2 separate regions of the Rattus norvegicus genome follow, and region 1 is linked to region 2. A link is a contact called in public Hi-C data. All regions are on one chromosome and are shown on one strand. The core of a region is the stretch at or near the end of the contact, and the rest is flanking DNA. Distances in the headings are between cores, read along the strand shown.

The links. Hi-C and Micro-C count contacts between places; a contact is called where the count stands out from the background.
Region 1: a Hi-C map of liver shows a contact between it and region 2, with 3 times the contacts expected there. The contact joins two enhancer-like sites. A contact is called at or near these places in 3 of 12 Hi-C or Micro-C datasets (kidney and liver).

What each region holds. Positions count from the first base shown.
Region 1 is chr1:64,893,380-64,899,831 of GRCr8, reverse strand. No RefSeq gene overlaps it. Among named protein-coding and RNA genes, the nearest start is that of Dll1, 97 kb to the left of the region's middle. Within about 2 kb of position 3,686, at least 18 of the 93 cell types and tissues checked have an H3K27ac peak or open chromatin away from gene starts, as enhancers often do. A contact at or near this core is called in liver, where this site is marked.
Region 2 is chr1:64,677,482-64,684,145 of GRCr8, reverse strand. It overlaps LOC120099128 (a long non-coding RNA gene), which reads left to right. Exons shown (of 4, transcript XR_005498081.2): 4 at 307-5,558. Among named protein-coding and RNA genes, the nearest start is that of Ermard, 24 kb to the right of the region's middle. Within about 2 kb of position 4,750, at least 15 of the 93 cell types and tissues checked have an H3K27ac peak or open chromatin away from gene starts, as enhancers often do. A contact at or near this core is called in liver, where this site is marked.

The sequences.
Region 1 (6,452 bases), core at 2,437-4,936, 220 kb before region 2:
GGGGTAAGGCATTCTGTGGAAGAGGATGGTTGTGGGTCCCTAGACTGGAGCTCTTCATGGGTCTACCTGGCATCAGAATTGTTAAACTTGGAACTTCTCAAGTGACCCTGCTGGGAACAGAGGTGATCTATCCCCCAATCAGCCTAGATATTGGTAGCTAGGAAGATCTTACTTCATAGAGAATCCAGGGACAGGTCAATTTCCTGCTGGTTGCTTCTACTTTTCTCTGGTCCTTCCTGAGTGGCCAGTTCCCAGCCTCACCTTCATAGCCCCTGAGAGGCCAGTCCAATCTGAGTACAGACGAACCAATGGCATCAGTCCCATGTTTCCTGATCTTGGCTTTTTCACCTACTTTTCACACCCTCAATTTCCTTGTCTTCCCAAGATGTCTGATGTCAGACCCCCATGGTATCAGTGGGAGTAATACGAAAGCAGAAGCTAGCTCTGGCCAATGCTAGGATGTAGTATCCCTGGGTAGGGCCACTTACAGCCAAGGTAAAGCTTATCAGTCTTTCCTCTACTTAACTTCTGCAATCTATGGTTACCACTGGAGGAAGGATATTATTGTGTATTGTAGCTCAATTTGCTCCGGGTACCTGATGTACTCTACCACACAATTTCCCACTCTGTACTTTACTCCTTGTGGATGCTCTTGCTTATATGTAATGCATTTCAACTGTTCTCTCAGACAATGGGCAAGTGCAGTGGCCGTCCATCCTGTGAGGCTGCTGAGTATTATGTTGCACCATGGCTGGGGTCCCAGGTAATTTGGAGACACTAATTATAACTCCACAAAATGTGAGCATTAAGGAGGATTTGGCCTCATCTTTGTCAAGAACGAACAGCTGTGCAGGTGGTCTGATTGCCCTCAGCTCCTGCCCTCTAGCTCCCTCGGTGTCTCATTTTCTAATTTTTTAAAAAGTGAAATCTCTGTTTTCTTCCGTTAAGACTGACTTTGTATTTGGCCCTCTCCATCTTCTTTATGGAGAGGAAATTTTACAAAGGTTCAAAGCCAGGTTGGGATTAGGGTCTTGGCTCAGAGGAAGAGAAATCGGATAGGTCCACACACTGTAGAAAAAAAATGGGTTTAGCTTGCTTTTCCCATCTCCAATACTGCAGGACATTGGCCTACACACACACACACACACACACACACACACACACACACACGCACACGCACACACACGTGTGCACATGTACACACATGCACACGTACACACATGCACACATACACACACACGCACGCACACACACGTGCACACATACACACATGCACACGTACACACATGCACACATACACACACATACACACGCACGCACACACACACACACACACACACACATGCACACACAGACACACAAGCACGCATAAGCACACCTAGAGGTAGACAACTGGATTTTCAGACCCTGCTGACTTTTGACATAATGCTCAGGGCAAATGTCTGCATGAGACACTTAGGGTCCCTAGGTGCAGTCAAGTTTAAAGGATGGCTATGTCCATTGGAGGTATACAGATTCCGAGGGTCATGTTGAACTGATAAGAAGCTGTTTTGAGGGCCCCGCCCAGCTGAGATGAAGGTGTTCTATGTCCAGTGTTATCATAGCTGTGTCTAGTTGATATGGAGGTGTTCTCAGGGTCCTGGCCCCCCTAAGACAAGGGTACTATTGAGACAAGAGTATTTTGTAGTTTGTGTCCTCTGGAGGTGAGGGTCTCTGTGTTGTGTCCATATCCAGTGGAGCCACCCTGCTTGTGGGGCAGCTGCTCTGTGTAAACTAAGTCCTGGTTCTCCGTCATGGTCAGAGCCCCACAGTGCCCATCTCAGGACGAGGCAACCCCAGGAGGATTGTCCTTTCACAGAGCCTCTTTCTGTCTGCATTCCTACTGTCCTTGGGTGCTTCCTCTCTTTGAGAAGTTCCTTTCTGACTTATCCATACCTGGAAGCCACACTTCTGCTCAGACTCACCCGAATGTCATGACTTTTGAGCCACGTAGCTGATGGAGACTGCAGCTTATTCTAGAACTTCAGTCCAGATCATCATTCTTTGGGCTCACAGCCATTTTCTTGGTCTAGAACATGTTCTCAAGCCCAGGCCTTGGGAGTAGGCCTTATTGGGAGAGTCATCATGCATGCCCTTGGAGCTCGCCTGGCTCTGCTTCCCCAAAGCCTAACCCTCTTCCTTTCTGAGGCTGATCTATGACGTGCTTAACATCAAAGGTAGAGGTTTTCAGTGTTTCTATTTTTCTGCCACAGCGGATGATTTCACTGACCATGAGGCCTGAAGAGATGGACCCATGGTTAGGAGTCTTGCAAGGGAAGAGTTTGGTTCCCAGCACTCATGCTGGGCAGATCACAACCACCTATAACTCCAGACCCTGAGATGCTGACATCCTTTTCAGTCCTGCACAGGCCCCTCCACTAACGTTCTGAGAGCACCTTCTACCTGAGCAGAGAACAGTGCACTCTGTCTTTGTTTGGGGGGGGGGTTAGGGCAGGGTATTGTGCCCTATTCAACCTCTTGAGCCATATGGGAGGACGAGGGCAGGGAGGGTGGCTTCCAGTCACACCAGTCTAAGCTCTGATGGGTGGCCAGTGAGGGACCTCAGCACTTGATAGTGCTCAGTCCTCTGGAGACACATCTGCAAGGGTCATGCAGATGTGGGAGCAGAGGCAGAGGCTCTGGAAGCTGCAGGAAGTCAAGGATTTCTAAGGGAAGCAAAGCATCCCAGAGAAGGCCCAGGGTCCACAGACGAGGCTCCCGTGACCAGGTTTGGATGACTGTTCAGATGCATCATGGGATAAGAAAGCAAAGCCTACTGTAGAGCATGAGGTGTTTGGGCCGCACTGGAGGCCCAGGCAGAGGGTGAGTGAGACTCAGAGGTTATCCTGGGGATTCAAGGACCAAGTCTGAGATGGATTCACTTTTCTGGGGTTTGGGGCACACATGGTCCCAAGCAAAATGTCAGACTGTTGCTTCATAAACTGTAGGTCTGGTGGGAAGATGACATATGGTTGGGAGGCAGCCCAGAGGTGGTTGGAAGGTTTTAGGAGAGATATATAGGTATCTGGGCACCTATGGCTGTGTCCCCCACCCCTGTCATCTTTGAACTCCGAGACCCCTTCTTTATGGAACAACATAGCCTCCAGTCAAGGTTTGCACTGGGAAAACTTGCAAGCATTTTTAACCAGTGCTTTTAGAAGGGTAGCCCAGTGCCAGAGGCTCTGGTTTGGGCTTAGATTCTCTTTCTGACCCATTTCTGGGGCAACATCCACCTCATCAGTACCAGAATGCTAGGGTACACCTTCATGGGACATCTCAGGTATTAAGGCTGCCCTATAAACTCCTTGGAGCTACCACTTTAGTTTATTACAACGAGTGTGTTTGTCCTAGAGGCCCAGGGACATTGATACCATGTCAGAGCGGCTTGTATTCTCTCGGAGGGCCTGTCACTAACACCTGACACCATGACCTGGCATGTTACATGATGAAAATGTGGAAACGCTGGCCTGGGAACAAGCAAGGGTATGTGAATGCAGAATGCAGGGGTATATGCCTCTTAGTCTTTGAATGGCATAAGAATTGAGCCCCCATAGTGTTTCTAGCAGCCAGGGTGAGGGAGGAGAGTGGGGAGGTGAAGGGACATGGTTCAGCTAAGCTGGTGGAGTTTCTGACTGCCTGTAGCTCCTGGGCCTGTTGCCAGTTCTACTCACAGACCCAGCTGGCTTTAAGCCAGGCCAGCCGATCCAGGCTAAGGCTGGAGCTCCCAGCTCCCACATGCCTTGCACAGCTGGCTAGTCACTGGCTCACCATAAATAGAAAATAGTGTTCAGGCCCTCCTGCCAGGGTAAGGCAGGCAAAGTTCTGGCCAGGAGAGCTGTGGCACACAGCCACCCCTGGCCTTCCAGCTCCTTCCTCACTGCAGGAGGATTCCCAAGGTGTCCTTTCACAGGCAGGAACAAATAGCAGTGCAGGAAGCACTCTGCCAAGGAGTCAGAATTTAGCTTAATGTCTAGAACCAATCGGACCTTGGGTATTTCTATAGCCTGGTGTGTGGGGAGGAGGAACAGGTGAACGAGGTTGCCGTGTCTGTGTCCTGTTCCTGCTCTGGGTGCTGAGGACCAATGCCTGTCTTTTCTTCTGTATTGTATTGTTTTGTTCCTCAAATATGGTAGCCCACTCTTGCTGGGAACATGGGATCATACCTCATGAGCAAGAGCCTCTGTGGTGGCTATTCCTCTGCCTCAGCTCCGCAGGTGGTTTCATCTTTCTGATCAAGTTCATTTTAGTTTCTCTTGTTCCCTGGAAAGAGCACTGTGCGTGCTGCCAGTCGTGCACGGCCATGTGACTTCATCTTAACTTCTCTGGTCTCAGTCTCTGTCACCAAATGAAACAGCCCAGACATTTGTCACCTTGCTCAGCCAGGGTTTGGGCAGGTGGGAAGTGGGTTCCTTAGATTCTGACATAGGCACATTTTTGTTGTAACTCATCCAGTGTCTTCACATTTGTGCCTCCACGTGGAGACCCTGGTGAAGCCTGTCCTGTACTCACTGGGCATAAGACTTACCTTGGTGGCCACCTTCCCTGATACCAAAGACTGGAGGCACTATTTGTGGGGAAGTAGAGTCTCGAGTTGTAAATAAAAGGCAACCTAGGTTCGGGCATCAAAGATGAGAAGTAGAGCTGAGGTGGGAAAAGTTGGACCCCCATAGCTGTCGAGATGTGGGAGGCAGAGCATTTGGCAGCCCTGGCTGTGAGAGCTGCCCCATGGCAAGAGGCAAGGCCATAGAAGGGCCATTTTGGAGGACAGATGAGTTGGAACTCCTGGTGATGGAACTCCACCATGCATTTATTCCCTGAAGGAGCCTCTCTGAGTTACACACCACTCTCACAGTCCCTACCACATTGAATGCTGTCTGCCTGTTAAGTTTGGTCCAAGACCAGAACTCCATCCATATTCAGTTTCTTCCCTCTCCAGAAATAGATACCTGTGTATGTTTCTGATGAGTGTGTTAGCTCACAGTGTTAAGTATTTGCTTCCTACATATATGTATACAGTGTATGCTCAGGCAAACCTGCACTGTGACTTGTACATAAAACCTCTCTTGCCCTATCTACCTTAGTGGGAGCTAGATCTTAGTGGGGTATGCAGCCAGGAAAAATGGCACTCCTTGTATTCATTCAAATGAAATACCTCTTTCAGAGTTCATTGGAAAAATGTACAGTGTACAACTTTCAGTGACTTTGTTTATGGAACAGAAAAACAGCAACAAAAAAAAAGCCTGTGAATTCAGACTTGTGAAGTATAATTGCCCAGGTATTATATTTCCAATAACACAGGATCATTTCAAACTAACTCATACCCTTCTCCAAAGTTTTATCCTACAGGCAAGAGTAATTCTGGAATGTTGCATGTGGTCTTAGGTTGCTACTGCTCTGATAAAACACAGCAGCTTGGAGAGAAGAGAGGCTGTAGTCTCTTATCCAGAGCTGTCAAAGCGGGAGCAAAGGCAAGAACTTAAGCAGGAGCCATGGAGGAATGATGCGTACTGGTTTGTCCTCATGGTTTATTCAGCCTGCTTTCTTATACATTCTATGGCTACTTGTCCAGGGGTAGCACCACCCACTGTAAACGTATATCTAGAAAGCAGAGACGTACCCTATGAGCTAACACATCCACCTTCTCACATCTATCGTTAATGAAAAATGTACACTACAAGTCAATCTGGTGGGGGCATTTTCTCAATTGAGTTTCCCCTCTTCCAAAATGACTCTAGTCAGTGTCAAGTTGCCAGCCTACATGGCCTTCTAGAATTTTTAATATGTATACAAAATACAAACAACATTAATTGTGGATTACAAGTAAACTGTTTACTGTAAACAGCCTCACTTATGCAATGTATTCTATACCACGGTTATTTTGTGTTTCTCTGCCTGTAGTAATAATGCGTGCTCTTTATAAAAAATACTTAAGTTACTTTGAAAGAAAACAGAATGCCAGTATACCTCCCCCCAAGTCATTATGAATAACAGGTATGAGCTGTGTTAGAGTTTTCCCCAGGCATAAAATACACATTATTTATTTTACAGGAATGATGCTTGCTAAGCATTGTAATCAAATTGCCTTTCCTCTGCGAGCAGCCTTTGAAAATTTTAACACTTATAAAAAAATCCCTAAGGTGACATTATACTTCATCTGTTTTGTTTACTTGTTTCCACTCTTAAAAACAATAGCACACAAATATACGTCTCATATCCTTTGCTCAGTTTGTGCACACTATCAAGTTCTAGAAGCAAAATGGTTAGATTTAAAAAAAAACACTGAGCATTTAATATTTTGAAGGTTATTATTAGATAGATTGCCAAGGAGAGTAAGTCTGCTCAAACTCTTGCTAGAAAGTGATTCTGGTTAGTCTGTTAGCCTCTCAACATGGGAGTGTTAGTGGTCTTTTTAA
Region 2 (6,664 bases), core at 3,501-6,000:
TTTACAAAGTCATGGGCTGGTACCAGCACAATCATTCTAACACCCGACAGTCTGAGGGCATGGGTACTAAGTGGTGCACCCTGGCATTCTTGTGAAGTCTGCCCCCAGCTACTGGAACCAGCTAGAAGGGGGAGCCGTTCCTGTCTACTTGTTTCATGGAAGTTGATTCAGAATAGTCACCCATTTGGTAATCTTCAACTTGACAGTCTTCCCCTCCCCAGCCTATTACTCCTGAGGAGGTGAAAACCTAGATGATTCAAGTGATACAAGCCTTTCAGTGATACAAGCCTTTTCTGTGCCTTGAAGGTAGACTTCATAAATCACAGTGCGGTTCCACAGAAGCAAATGAGCTGAAGACACGACACGGTGCCATGTCAGGACAGGGATGACTTATGGTGGCGTCACCTTGGCCCGATCCTCCTGTGCTCTGTGGTTTCCATGGAGACCAGCATCAGGGGTCTGCTTCACAGGAGCATATCTGTACATCAGATCTGTTTTCTGTTTGCTATTTAAGAAAGTGTGTGCTTCATTAAGATGTGCCACCAATGTTTATCTGATCCACTGCTGCTGATTTATTTACTATTCTCAATTTCACTGGGTCGTACCTGCCTTTTGTGCTTAAGGAGGAACTTAACTTGAGCATAATGCAAATTGCCTCTCACTGTTAAAGTGACCATCCATTCTCTTTTCAAACTCAGGGAAGAATGTAAGCTCTACAATCATTAATAATTAATTTATAATAAATTATGCCCAAAATGTCAAACAAAATAAGGATGAACTCACAGGGTTATGGTGCCTTGGGAAATGAGATATTCTTACTGGGTTTTGAATGATGCATAATAATGAGAATAAATATGTCAAGATCACATTCAAGAATTATTTCAATTATTTCAAAAACTGGCTATAGGCAATTCTACCTTTTAATGGGTCCAAATAAAAATTAGTATTAGACTCATAAATTCATAAAAAGCAGTGAAAAATATGTGGGAAATTATTAAATTAAAAAATAAATAGGATGTGTATGATAGCATTATGAGATAGCATATGAGAGGGATTACATCACTGACTGACGTAGCTGGGTACGACATGGACGTATAGGAATGAACAGCTGTGAAGATGTAGAGAAATAACCACACAGCCATAAAGGAACAACAGCTGCAGTACTAAGTCTAATAGGAAAGTTTTCATGAATTGAAACTCAGACACCCTAAAATGTTCACATGTGAGTATTAGAGTCAGCGCAAGAACAACGGCAGCTTTGGACAAGTGGACTGGGCATTGTAGGATGCCATTGTCCCTGGCATATTTTATGGATTACACTGGAAAAAACTAGCTGAGGTCCCTTATGATCTTGATGTTTTTACATACGCTTTTACTAAGTTGGTTCCAAACTTCAGGAAAAGACAGAAAAAATCTGAAACAAAGAGTCCAGAGATGGGAGGTTGAAGTTCTGTCAATTTTTAAGTTACAATGGTTTAATAATTAAATCTTCATTGTATTAGATAAAAATAAGATATAAAATAAGCCAAAAAGTAAGAGGAAAGCATAAAACTACAGATGGGCACCAAAAGATGTGGGAAATTATTAGATTAAGTTACAACTCAAATTATCATTGAAAAAACTACTATGTGGAATATGGCATTTGGCAACTGTGTAGCTGCTGATAAAAATATGAATGATGAACTTGCTAATTAGGTGAGCCAGCATACACCAGTGACCGTCCATGCAGGAAGCTTAGGAGGGAGAGCGGAGGTCAATTTTCAGAAAGGAAAACAGCTACAACCATGTTTACTACCCTACAATACCTATAGCATGTTTCAAAAGGAATCTAAATGCATGAAATATTTCAACATTAAAACCAAACACCCCACACACACACTACACACACTACATACACACACTACACACACACTTACACTACACACACACACTACATACACACACTATACACACACACTATACACACACATACACTACACACACTACACACACACTACACACTACACGCACACATACTACACACACGCACACACTACACACACATATACAGTACATACACACTACACACATATACAGTACATACACACTACACACACACTACACACTACACGCACACATACTACACACACACTACACACTACACACACACTACACACACACTACACACACACACTACACATTACACTCACACATACTACATACTACACACTACACTCACATATACTATATACACACTACACACGCATACTACACACACACACTATACACACACTACACACTACACTACACACACACTACACACACACACACACACACACACAAAACGGCAATAGAAATCATGATCAGGGAAATTGTTCTTTATAAATTCAGAACTAAGTGAAGAATTTTCTAACTAAAATCCAAGCATAGAGAAAGGATTTTTAATTTCAGCTACACAAAAATGTTGACTTACTCATGAAAATCAACCATTAGCAAATTAAGAAATCAAAACAGGCAGTGAGGAGAAATAAAACATTTTCATTGCTATTACAACCCACACCCTTAATATATAGAACTCCTAGAAGCCAGTAAAGAAAGAAGAATATCAAGAACGCAATAGGCAAATGGCTAAAGCCTCGGGTGGACCTTCCAATAAAGGGAAATAGACGCTGTGCCTCATCGATAACAGCAAACCCTTCAAGCTAACTGAATTGCAAGACTTCCTTATATTATAACACTCAGTAAATGAAGCTAGGACAGAGGAATCTCAGACACTGGGAGGCTAATTTTATGCATGTCTGACCCTGGGCATCATGACATGCATGCAAGACTTAACTTGACTTATTGTGACAAAATATATGGGATATGTTGGTATTAATAAGCAAACATAATAAGCATAATACGTTGGTTCATTAATAAGCAAACAGTGTAATGTTAAAGGTCTACAAGGCATCAGGGCACGGTGGTGTACACCTTTAATCATGGTGGAGGCAGAGGGAGCTCTGTGAGCTCAAGCTAACCTGGTCTACAGCGAGTTCCAGGCCAGCCAAAGCTACATAGTGAGACTCAAAACGAAGCAAAAGTAAACACGAAATATGCATCTACTAAAAACAATGGAGATCCTCTTTGTGTGGTAGGCTCTTCAATATACTCTTGTTCATCAGAGCATTGTGGTGTAGTACAGTTTATATAATATGCTACCATTTGTGTAAGACTTAGGATGAATACCTAAATAAACTGATTGTTATATAAAGGTCCTGGAAATCAGTCAGAAAGAATTTCTTACTCTGAGGGTTGTGGAAAGTGTGAATGGAAAGCAAACTGTACATTATATGTTCTGGTGTTCTTGGTTCCTGATCCCTGTGAATTACATCCCATTCAACAATATCGACCTAATATTCAAATTTTGGAGTATAAAATTCTTTTAAACTTTGTACACTTTCTGTGAAACTTGCAGCCTCATTAACAAATATTACTTTCCCAGTAGCCAAACTCAGCTCCCTTTGACTTTATGGACCACTCATTGTGGTGCTATGAACAATAACCTCAATTTTATATAGTATTTGCAGGAGTGACCTTCGAACACCATGGAGTGATTTCCCCCACCAAACGACTTTCCACTTCCTCCTTTACTCTCTCTACTTTGCAACTCATGATGATGAAAGCCACTTCCTAAGTAATTGCTAGGATCCCTGATTTGAGCGGCTTCCTGCAGCGGCTCCTCAACTGGCTTCCTTACTAACAGTCCCCAGGACACCAGGAAGTCAGGAGCTTCCGGATGCCGCCTGTGCTTAGCACACCCAGGCATCATTCCACGGTTTGCAGGGTGTCGGGCATGTGGAAATACTGTGGCTGAGATCAGCCTGCTTACTCTGGAAGGCAGCCTAGTCAGGGCAGGTGGAATCTGCAGCTTTTTGCAGGATGGCAAAGCAGATATCTTTGCCCTGCTGTCAGTCTCTGATGCATCCTCCCCCTGGAAGAGCTGTTTCAACTCAGACATTTGCAACCTGCCCAGAGCTTTCCTGGAACCAGCAAGGAGCCAGACAGGAAAAGATGAGTGCGGAGGAATCAAACCCATTGGAGTATGGAAAGTTGCAATAACGTCTGGTGGAAGATTGGGTTTCTGTGCTGACCTGGCGATCTAATAATGTCCCTTGGTGTGACCGGTGTCCTTATGTTGACACAGCCCGTGTGTAGGTTAAACCCTGTTGGACCACAGCCTGATATCCTTACCTGCGCGTCCTTCTCTTCTCTGGTGACTGTGAGGATTAATTCTGATAACATGTCTGGGTCAGTGACATGCAGTGGAGGTGTGGGGTGACATGAGTGGTGGCTCACAGTCCGGTGACAGTTGCCTGGGTCCCTCCTGTGGCCTCTGTGATCTAGTTTATCACCCTAAAGCTTCACTCCGAGGCCAGATTTCACACACACACACTCCTTTAGGCCGGAAGCGCTCTGGCTTTGGAAACCTAGCAGCCTTTCAGGGCCCCATTTAGTAGCCCTGCACTTTGCCTGATCCCTATCAGCTCTTGCCTTGTCCCTTGGCCACCCATCCGGGCTGGGGCCCCATGGTCTCACTGTGGTCTCCTGAGCCTGAAAGTTGCTGGAACCAAGCATTGATCCCCCCAACCCCCACCCCTCTTGCTTACACTGGCATCTTGAGCACAGACATCAACCTCTCAACTGGACTTTCTGAGTTTGGCTGAACTGTGACCTTGTGTGAGCTGGATTGTGACTCATCTGAGGTCAGTTTGCTCAGCCAGCAGCTGACTGTGGTGACTTGAGTCAAGTGGATATGGAAATGGTTCCTTCCTCTATATCCTTAAGGGACCAGAGCATATTATCCCGTGTGTTCCAAAACGGAGGAGCGGAAGCAGTGGAGAACGAGATAAAAGCACAGACGCCGTAACTGCAGACTCAGCAGTCTGGCCTGCACAGTTCCGGCACTGAAGCACAGCCCTGGGCCTGTGGGTAGCCATGAACACTGTACTTCCTGGCAGCCCGTAAAGGGATCCCTTGCCAAAAATAAAAATTAAAAAAAAAATCATGAAGTTGGGTGACTGGGGTAGACTGGCTGTTTCAGGGTGGCACACAGAATGTCGCAGGCGTGCTAAGAATGGATTCCTGAGCGGTTCTGAAACCCCAGGTCCTGAGTTTCAGAGCTCCTTCACTTGGAAAAACACAAGGAGATCCGGGCACAGGACTTGAAAGCACTGGGGGCTTCGGGCACAGGACTTAAAGGGGGTGCAGAAGAGCTGGGTGGAGGGAGGGCTGTGAGGTGATGCACCGGATATTTAGCACCATCTGGACATGACCAGCACTTAAGGGAAGCAATATTCCCACCATTTGTCAGCCTGTGAGTATCACACCTCGTGGAGGACCCCTAAGGTGTGGCTTCACACCTCCTGTTCCCACCACTGACTGACACAGCTCCCAGCAGCTGAAGATCAATATATAAACACAGTGCAATGTTCCCAGTGATTTAGCAGACCCCTCAGCCATTAACTTAGGTCCGAACCTCATCCTGGACCCAACTAAAGAAGAAAATCACCATTAACTTTTCTATCATTTACAGGTAATACAGGAACAAGCACACACACAAACAACAACAGAGCCAGAAGCGTAGACTGCCCAGGTCCAGATGGACAGTCAGGATTCTGACTCCAGCAAGACTGACAACTAACACAGAGGCTCCTGAGGATGGGTCAGCATAGGACCGTGGAAAATAGCATGTCTTAAGTGGGAAGTGAGGGCCACAGCCTGTGGAAGGGATTTATCTCTAAATTCAGCACTATGAGAACTTTACATGCTGACATATGAGCAAGGCCTAAGCTACTCTCATAGGCTTGTTAATTAAGGCCAAAACAGAGAGACTGGAGGCCCCTGTGCCCACTGTCCCTGCATCACCTGCAGACCCTACCCTCTGCTCTGACAGGTTTCCTGGACCTCATACTCTTAAGGACTGGCCTTAGTGTTATAGCCTTCCCCTCAGCCTGTAGACTGTAGCCCGTTCTTGCTCATTCTGTATTTTTCTGGGCTATTTCCATCTCCCTGCCAAGCTGCTGGGAAGGTTTTGAGATTGCATTTTAAGATTTTGAGATTATAAAGTTCATTTCTGGGATTCAGGGGAACTGTCAGTGAACCATCCAGAGAGCCACTTAAGCAGCTAAGCCAGAGCCCAGCAGATCTCCACAAAGACAAGGCTGCTGGCTGAGGACTAGCACTCCCCTGCCTCCTTCGCAGGGGAGTGAGTTCCAAGTTTTCTGGACTAAGTTTCTGACCGTCCTCCTAAATGGAGTCAATAACACTGTCTTGGGAGTACTCAAAGTCCTGAGCAATTAATGATAGCAAAAGCTTTGAAAATATGTAAGCTTTCTGGAAAGGTGGCATTTGATATTTATAATGGCAAGTGTATGCTTACAAAGCTCCATCAACTACAGCCATTGGCTGGCGCAGGACTTAGCTTTATGACTAGCTGTTTTGAATTGAGCATATTTCATTTCCGATTAATTAATTGATGTGTCAAGGGGACATCCTGTATACATCCAGGGTCTTATTTGGAGAACATCTGATGCAATCCAAGACTTATCTTAATCGGTCCCAGTTAATTCACATGGGCTCTCTACAATCCAGACACAGCCCACAGAGAAACTGGTTCCTCCAAAACCCAAACTCTGGAGGTACC